Linked DNA regions of Mus musculus: region 2 is linked to region 1. A link is a contact called in public promoter capture Hi-C data. All regions are on one chromosome and are shown on one strand. The core of a region is the stretch at or near the end of the contact, and the rest is flanking DNA. Distances in the headings are between cores, read along the strand shown.

Evidence for each region. Promoter capture Hi-C pulls out the DNA fragments that hold promoters and counts their contacts.
Region 2: a contact with region 1 is called in a promoter capture Hi-C map of embryonic stem cells, with 5 times the contacts expected there. The contact joins the promoter of Chd9 here to the enhancer-like site in region 1. A contact is called at or near these places in 1 of 39 promoter capture datasets (embryonic stem cells), 1 of 484 Hi-C or Micro-C datasets (embryonic stem cells), 6 of 115 datasets of contacts at active chromatin or transcription factors (astrocytes, embryonic stem cells and epiblast stem cells) and 1 of 9 other capture datasets (embryonic stem cells).

What each region holds. Positions count from the first base shown.
Region 1 is chr8:89,001,477-89,005,572 of GRCm38.p6, reverse strand. No RefSeq gene overlaps it. Among named protein-coding and RNA genes, the nearest start is that of Mir8110, 21 kb to the left of the region's middle. RefSeq lists a cis regulatory region at 1-4,096. Within about 2 kb of position 2,037, at least 29 of the 459 cell types and tissues checked have an H3K27ac peak or open chromatin away from gene starts, as enhancers often do. A contact at or near this core is called in embryonic stem cells and epiblast stem cells, where this site is marked.
Region 2 is chr8:90,826,812-90,830,907 of GRCm38.p6, reverse strand. Chd9 (chromodomain helicase DNA binding protein 9) reads right to left here and starts at 2,073. Exons shown (of 40, transcript NM_177224.2): 1 at 1,994-2,073.

The sequences.
Region 1 (4,096 bases), core at 788-3,287:
TTCTGACTATAAGAGAAAGTAGATAATACTAGTCCGTGAGTCTGGCTTTCTTCCCTTAGCACAGTGACCTCCAGGGCCATCTACTTTCTTGCAGATCATATAGTTTTGTTCTTTATTATTGGGGGGGGGAATCTCTTGTTCATTGTTCATCACACTTTCTTTGTCCCTTCATCTGTCGATGGTACCTAGGCTGATTCCATATCTTGGCTGTTGAGAATAAAGCAGCTCCATACAAGATGTACACATGTCTCAATGGAACAGTGACTTAGACTCCTCCCGCTATGTCTCTGGTCATCTAACAGTTCTCCTTTCACTTTTGGGGGTTTGGTTTGGTTTGGTTTTTTTTTCAGACAGGGTTTCTCTGTATAGCCCTGGCTGTCCTGGAACTCAGTCTGTAAACCAGGCTGGCCTCGAACCAAGAAACCTGCCTGCCTCTGCCTCTCAAGTGCTGGGATTAAAGGCTTGAGCCACCACTACAGGCTTCCTTTTACGTTTTTTGTTTGTTTGTTTGTTTGTTTTGTTTTTTCTTTTTCGAGACAGGGTTTCTCTGTGTAGCCCTGGCTGTCCTGGAACTCACTTTGTAGACCAGGTTGGCCTCGAACTCAGAAATCCACCTGCCTCTGCCTCCCGAGAGCTGGGATTAAAGGCGTGCGCCACCACGCCCGGCTTTACGTTTTTTTAAAGGATCCTTTGTACTGATTTCCACAGTGACTGTACCAATTAACAGTGGCACCAGTACTGTATAAGGGTCCACCAACCCCACCCCATTTTCCCTCAAAAGCATTTGCTATTTTTTTTTAAATAATGGTAGCCATTTAGGCTGAGGTGAGATGGAAATTCACAGTAGTTTTAATTTAATTTTGCTTATGTTCTTAGTTGTCCCTTCTCCTTGGGATATTTCTAGGTTTTCTGACTCACGAAAAAATGGGAGTCTACCGCTATGAACATTCCTGTGATATTAACTGTCAGGTGTTGAGAACACAGCTCAGAGTCAGCTGGTGTGCTGTGTCTTCACTGCACAGCACTGAGCTTTCCGGAGCTTCCTTTTGTGTGGCAGACAAACTTCAAATGAATTGAGGATCATTTTCCCAAGAAACCTTTAAGTTGAGCGATAATAGAAAGTAGTTAGTAGAATATTACACTCTTCATTTGGGCAAGCAGATGGGATGCCTGCTTTTAGATTTAATCGGGGGGGAGGGGGGGGCTTGGCAGACAGGTAGGGATGCCATGTCTTTTAGTTGAAGTCTCTTTCTTTTCAGGAAAGAAAGAAACTGCTTAATAGTCAGTGCCTCCAGCACCCCACCCCCACAGTCAACTCCCCAGCACCTCAGCACTAGTAATGCCTAACTTTTAGTTCTCAGTCCTGATGACATTACAAAGTACAAAGGTCATCTAACAGCAAGCGAATCCATTTTTAACAAATCTATTACACTCTTCCTGTCTTACAAAAAAGGTAGTGTGTGTCTGAAAAATAAAACACAGGCTGCTTAAAACACAAAACATATCCCCCAATCTCCATTTACACAGACACAGACATAAATAAATGATTTAACAATCTGGGAGTCACGAGTCTCTGACCTCATGCTTTCTCAACTTCTTTGAAAAGATTTTGATATCAATTGTTACTCTTTTTTCCCCAGAAGCATAATACACGGTAACCTTAGCACGCACAATCTGCTCCAAACAGAGGGATACAGACAAGGGCCGTCAATGGTAGATTTTAATGTCCTAGCCAGGCTTATGTTACCTTGCTAGAAATGAAATCTGTCCTCCCCCTCCCCCAAGCTCAAGTCCCTGGACACCCCCATCGGAGATCATTTGTTATGCAAAATTCTGCGAGGCGTTCAAAATTAATTCACAGTGCTCTTTCCGCTCCGAGCCCCAGTTCCTAATAATGGGCTTTCTCAACAGGTGTTCATTGTACCAGCCTGACTTCAAGTTGCCTGACTAAAGGTTTTATTCTTTAGCCATTCCTTTCTTAATCTTGACCTTGTAATTTACTAATCGGCGGCAGCAGCTGCCAAGGAGGGCCCAGCTGTTTACAGGAGGGGACACATACCACCAAGGTGGCTCAGGCAGGGAAGGAAGCCCCAGTCACTGCTGACAGGAAAAAAGGAGACATTGACATTCCCCATTTGAAGGCAAGGACAAAGCTCAGGTCCAGACTAATCTACAAAGTACCTTCTTGTTAGGTTAGACTGACAGGTGGTAAGCCATAGCCACTTCCCTTTGGGATGATTTGGGCTAGCCTTAGATTAGGCATAAGTGAATGGGCAAGGAATTTTAACAAAGCAAAAAAACACTACCAGAAAAAAAAAATGCTGGGTCAAAGGAAAGACTTTTAAAATGATTTATTTTTTATTTTATATGCATTGGTGTTTTGCCTGTATGTCTGTGTGTCCGGACCCCTGGAATTGGAGTTACAGACAGTTGTGAGCTGTTATGTGGGTGCTGGGAACTGACCCGGGGTCCTCTAGAAGAGCAGCCTGTGCTTTTAACCATAGAGCCATCTCTCATAGAGCCCCTAGGGAAGACTTTTTAAAAGTACATTTGTCGATGCCCGTGTGCTAAATGTATCAACATCCAGGTGTGTCTTCTTTTGAGGTCCTGAGCGATGGTGTGGACCATGGTGTTGTCCTGAAGAGACTCCTGGACATCTGGCTCATCGGAAGCACTTCAGTGTCTGTGCATTGCAAATGCATGAGGCCAACTTCCTGGTTCCCAAACTTCCAGAAGTATAGAGTCCATAGTCCTGTCTTTCCCTTGTCGTTCAATTCTCTGGCCTCAACAATCCCATCTGTACAGTGGGTTCTCCAACTTCATTCTCCTCGGTCACAGAAAGTCAGAAAGCTTTGAGCAGGTGCGCCTGGGAAGGAGGCTGTTCTGGCTAGGCAGCAAACGGCTTGTGCTGTGGTTAAAGAGCAGCAGCCTCCTCTGCCACACAGCAAGTCCTGGCCTCTCACTTTGCAAGTCAAGTTGTACCCACATCTGAGTTCTGGACTGTGTTACAGAGCACATGTCTAAGGCTAGAACCAAACTGAATCCTGTCACCCAGGTGAAGATGGAGTCCCTGGGGTTAAGAGGACATTTAGGTGGCTGGCTTTAACCTTGTCCTGGCTCAAGGCAGCTTCCTGTGGAGCCAGAACAAGGATGGATAAAGCTCCGATTCCTGCTGGCCCCCAGACTTCCTGAAGGACAGTGGATTCCCTCATTGTTTACTGAGGAAAGTAAACACAGACTGGTAACTTCTGAGTCACAGCAGAAGTCCCCTGGGAACCCAGGACTGAGAGGAGTCTCCAGATGACAGGGCCTCAAGTACTTGTTGGAGATCACCAGTCCCTGATACAGACTCCAGGGAAACTCACCACAGGGAGCCCGGAGGCCCTCTGGACTGTGTTCAGGCAGAAGCCTGCTCCCAGCCTTCACCATGGCTGTCCCCTCCCCACAGCTCTCTTGAGTGCCTTCAAATGACAATTATAACTTCTCAAACTGCGAAGACCAAAGAGAAGAGGTGCAGTTCGCTCTTGGGCCACAGCACCTACCAGCCATTTTCTATTCGTGGGCAGAGGGCCTGAGTTGTGTGACACACAGAGACCTCCCTTGTTCAGCTCCTATGAGCCTTTCCAACTGTGGGAGAAACAGAAAGATTTCCTGGGCTCCAAAGATCACTCCCCAGCCTTCCCTCACTTGGTGTAGGAAGCTAGCACCATATGATTTAAACCAGAAAATGCGCTTTGTCGGGAGGGCTCGGTGAGTAACTATGTAAGGTGGACACTGTAGCAAGGCATCCCGAGGCGGATCTAGTGGGAGATGGTGTACCAGATGATTTGGGCAGCTTGCGGACTCTGGTTAGCACATCTGGAAACACCCGCTGCTGTAGGCCTGGAGAGGTGAGCCTCAGGACGAGGGTAGTTTCCAGTCACCACTAGGTACGATTGACTTATGCATTTTACAGATTCATCACAAATGGATGGCCCTAAGCAAGATGGCTTGCCATTCTTCTGACTGATAAGGAAGCTAAAGCCCAGAGAGGGAAAGACTCTCACTCAAGGTCACACAGCAATTTCTAAACAAGGCTTGTAGCTCAGAGGGATGG
Region 2 (4,096 bases), core at 824-3,323, 1.8 Mb before region 1:
TTGACCTCAGCTCAGGACAGGAACATTGGTTGACAACTTTTTCTTTTCTTTGTTTGTTTTTGTTTTTTTCAAGACAGGGTTTCTCTGGGTAGCCCTGGCTGTTCTGGAACTCAAATTGTAGACCAGACTGGACTCGAACTTAGAGAACCATCTGCTTCTGCCTTCTGAGTGCTGGGATTAAAGGTGTGCACTAACACACTGAACTCAGGCGACAATATTTTTGATGTTCTGAAAGGTTCAAATATGACTGTCAAAGTACCAGGGGTATTGATTTGGGGAGACACAATCCAATTTAGCAAGTCTTTGAGTTTGTTAAATATAATGTAGATCTCGTGAACTCCTAGCTGTTTTCATTGTTGTGTATGAGTTCATAGAGGGCTGATTTACCCCTCTCTGTCTTGCCCACATTTTATGGTTTGTGTCAGGAAGCCTACCTGGCACACAGTACGTGCTGGATAACGATTATATTTCCATTGATGGATTGAAGAAGTTCAGTGGAAGGGTCATGCTCGTGACCATGGGTTCACCCCTGGACTAGGTATCTGCTTGGTGTGTGTGTGTGTGTGTGTGTGTGTGTGTGTATGTGTGGTGTGTGTGTGTGTGTGTGTGTGTGTGTGTGTGACAGAGAGAGAGAGAGAGAGAGAGAGAGAGAGAGAACCTAGGGTCTCATGTATACTTAGCAAGCACTCTAGCAACAAAGCCACATTCCTAGCTCCTAGTCTGCCTCTGATCATGTTGATAACTTCCAGCAAGCCCTTTGGTTCCTAAGTCCCAGCTTTTGGGACATCAAAGTGGGGTATCTTAGCTCCCAGATGGGTTACTTCTGTCTACAGTACCTGCTACTCTGTGGATTATGATAAGAGTTGTGATGGTGCACAGGATGAACTGTGCCTGGCACAGAACTACTATCTGTAAACACAGGCTTTCAGTCTTAATCGTTCCCATAGCAACTCTTGAGAGTTTTATACCTCTGTACCCATTCCATAGATGTGGAAACTGAAAGTGAGGGTGATTGAGTGAGTTTATTTAAAGACACAAATAAGGGAGGGCTGGCTCTGGAGAGTCCAGGCTCCTGCTGCTAACACTTGGCTGTTACATAAGATTCACGGGGCCATTTTTTACTAGTTACAAAGTCGTCGTCCACCCCCCCCCCCCGCCCCCGGGTGTGCTTGGCTCCATTGATCAGAAGGATGAGTGCAGCCTGGATCCACTCCTGCACTCATCTGGGATTAGAGTGGGGGAGAACCCCTCTCTCCTCCTATCCACTTGGGGAACCCTTTCATACTGTACATGATTTGATTGGCTCTCTTTTCTCTGGCACTTCTGAGTTCCACCCTTTGGGGTAGGGTGTTGGCTTGTCACACTGAGTTTGACAGCCCAAAGGCAGAGGCAATTGCTGGTTGAAAAGGCAAGAGGGAGGGGGAGGGAAGAGAAGCCTTCCGGGCTTGTAATAGGGTCTTCTCTAACTCTTTTGGTCAAAGAGCCCTTGAATCTGGCTGCAAGCTGGAATCCCCTGGGGGAAGTTTTTAATAAAAGCTCCCCACGTCCAACTCAAACCAATTACATCTGGGGCTCGGGGTGGGGGTGGAGGCATGGAACCCAGACAGCAGCATGCCTTACTATCCCTTAACCAACAATCAATGCATGCCCAAGTTTGAGAAGTGCTGCGATCCTGTTCTCCCCTCAGCTCAACTGGAGGCACCCTAGGACAGCAGTCCCACCTTTCTGTGTTGAAGACTTGCTGTGTGGGGGCTGGGCGTGCCTTCCGGAGGCCCAGGCTCGTGAAGGATGTCTGAGTGCGAGCCAGGGACCTGGGGTTCTGCTCAGCTTAGGCCCAGCTCTGGGACAGCGGGGCTCCAGGTCCTCTTGGGGCAACAGCACATGTGGCCGCTCTGTCCTCGTTGGTCATCAATGCAAACCACAAACGAGGTTGCGCGGCGGCCAACCCACCCCAGCCTCAGACATTCTAGGGACACGCCCGAGGAATCCTTACCTTAGCTGCCGGCGCTGTCCTCCAGTCCCCGGAACCCTAGGACTCTGGTTCCATCTGTCTCCCTCGCCGGCGCCAGACAGGCGCCACTAGAGCGCAGGCACCACCTAGTGGCCGTAAGATGGTAGCGCGGGCAGGGGCTGGGAGGTGCGAGCGCAGTGCAGGGCGGAAATGCAGCTGGGCCTTCCCACGCTGGTGGCTTCCAACACCGCGGAGCCCGGGGGGGGGGCGCAGATTTGGCCTGGGCTGCACCACCTTCACCCCTTGGGGAGCGTGGGGAACGGAATTTGTTGTACTTTTTCTTGGAGGCGTGGAGGAGCTGTCAGGTCTGGGCCTCTGACCTGGGATCCACCCTGGGATTTTCCTGGCAGGGCTCATGGATCTTTCCTTTCCACCGTCAGCTTTCAGTACGCCCTAGTCTGGCGTGGCTTCTCCTTTAAACACCCTGGGAGCATCCGAGGATGCCACGGACTGGGTTTATTTCAAGCCCAGGGATGCCTATCCCTATCAGCAGTCCTTCACGTCACCTCCCACCCTTTCCCTGGTTTTCTGATGCCTCCATTACCTTCTGCTGACCTGTCTGTAACAACCCTGTCTGTACCAGTACGGGGGTGGAGTCCCGGAGACACAATTAGAACCCTTGGGATTTGGCCACCCAGGTGGTGTTTCTTCCGGAGGCTCATTAGCATGTCTTTGGCGGGTCGCCTGGCATCCCTGACTCCTTAGCCTCACATTCCAGCAACAACCTCCTTCATCACTGTGACGCCAAAAACACCCCTTTGGGTTTCCAAATGTCTCCCTGGTTGGAGGGAGAACTGCTCCAGGCTGAGAACTAATTAGCTGATAATTAAGATCAGATGACGCTAAATGAAGTCCACTGTCCACGGAAGTCCTATTACCACGCATTGTAGAGCTGAGGGGATCTTCAGGCCGGTCCTTTCCAGCAGGTTTCAGTATTTTCTTCTAACTAAGACATAGTGGACAGTGTTACAAAAATAGTGGATTTAGGGCTGGTGAGATGGCTCAGCAGGTAAGAGCACCCGACTGCTCTTCCGAAGGTCCTGAGTTCAAATCCCAGCAACCACATGGTGGATCACAACCATCCCTAACGAGATCTGACTCCCTCTTCTGGTGTGTCTGAAGACAGCTAGTGTACTTACATATAATAAATAAATAAATCTTTTTTAAAAAAAGTATAATGAATCCCTTAAAAAAAATAGTGGATTTAGAAAAAACAAAAAATTGCCGGAGTGGTGATTGGTTGTACTCGGGAGTCAGAAGCAGCGTCTGGTTTACATAGTAAACTCCAGGCTAGCCTGGGAAATGTCTCAGCAGGTATAGGCACTTGCCACACACACAGTATGCAAGTATATAATTTTTAGTGGATTATTTTTAAATGCTGGATTATTTAATGCACTCATGCAACCTTTATTTCTTCTTCTTCTTCTTCTTCTTCTTCTTCTTCTTCTTCTTCTTCTTCTTCTTCTTCTTCTTCTTCTTCTTCTTCTTCTTCTTCTTCTTCTTCTTCTTCTTCTTCTTCTTCTTCTTCTTCTTCTTCTTCTTCTTCTTCTTTGTTATTTTGAGACAGGGTTTCTCTATGTAGCCCTGGCTGTCCTGGAACTCACTCTGCAGACCAGGCTGGCCTTAAACTCAGAAATCCACCTGCCTCTGCCTCCCAAGTGCTAGGATTAAAGGTGTGCTCCACTACTGCCTGGCCTGTTTCTTCTTTAAGTGAATATTAACTGAGTCTCTATACCTCAGACACTGAGCAGACAAGGGATCCACTCAAGAACACCACAAAAGCTCTCCCACACTTACAGCCTGCACACCACAGTGAGCGAGACAAAGCAGACACAATACCAGCGTGGAGTAGGGAGGTGGACAGGAAGGTCACACCCAGCTGAGGAACCACTGGGGTTGATAGCTACCTGGAGAGGTTAAGTCATGGTTGGACCCCAAGGTATAGCGACCATACCCTAGGTAGGCTCCACATGCAAGAATAGCAGGCAACAGAAACTGGGGAGGGATACAGGGGAGGGGAGGGGAGGAGAGAGGAGAGAGAGAAAGAGAGAGAGAGAGAGGAAAAGGGAGAGAGAGAGAGAGAGA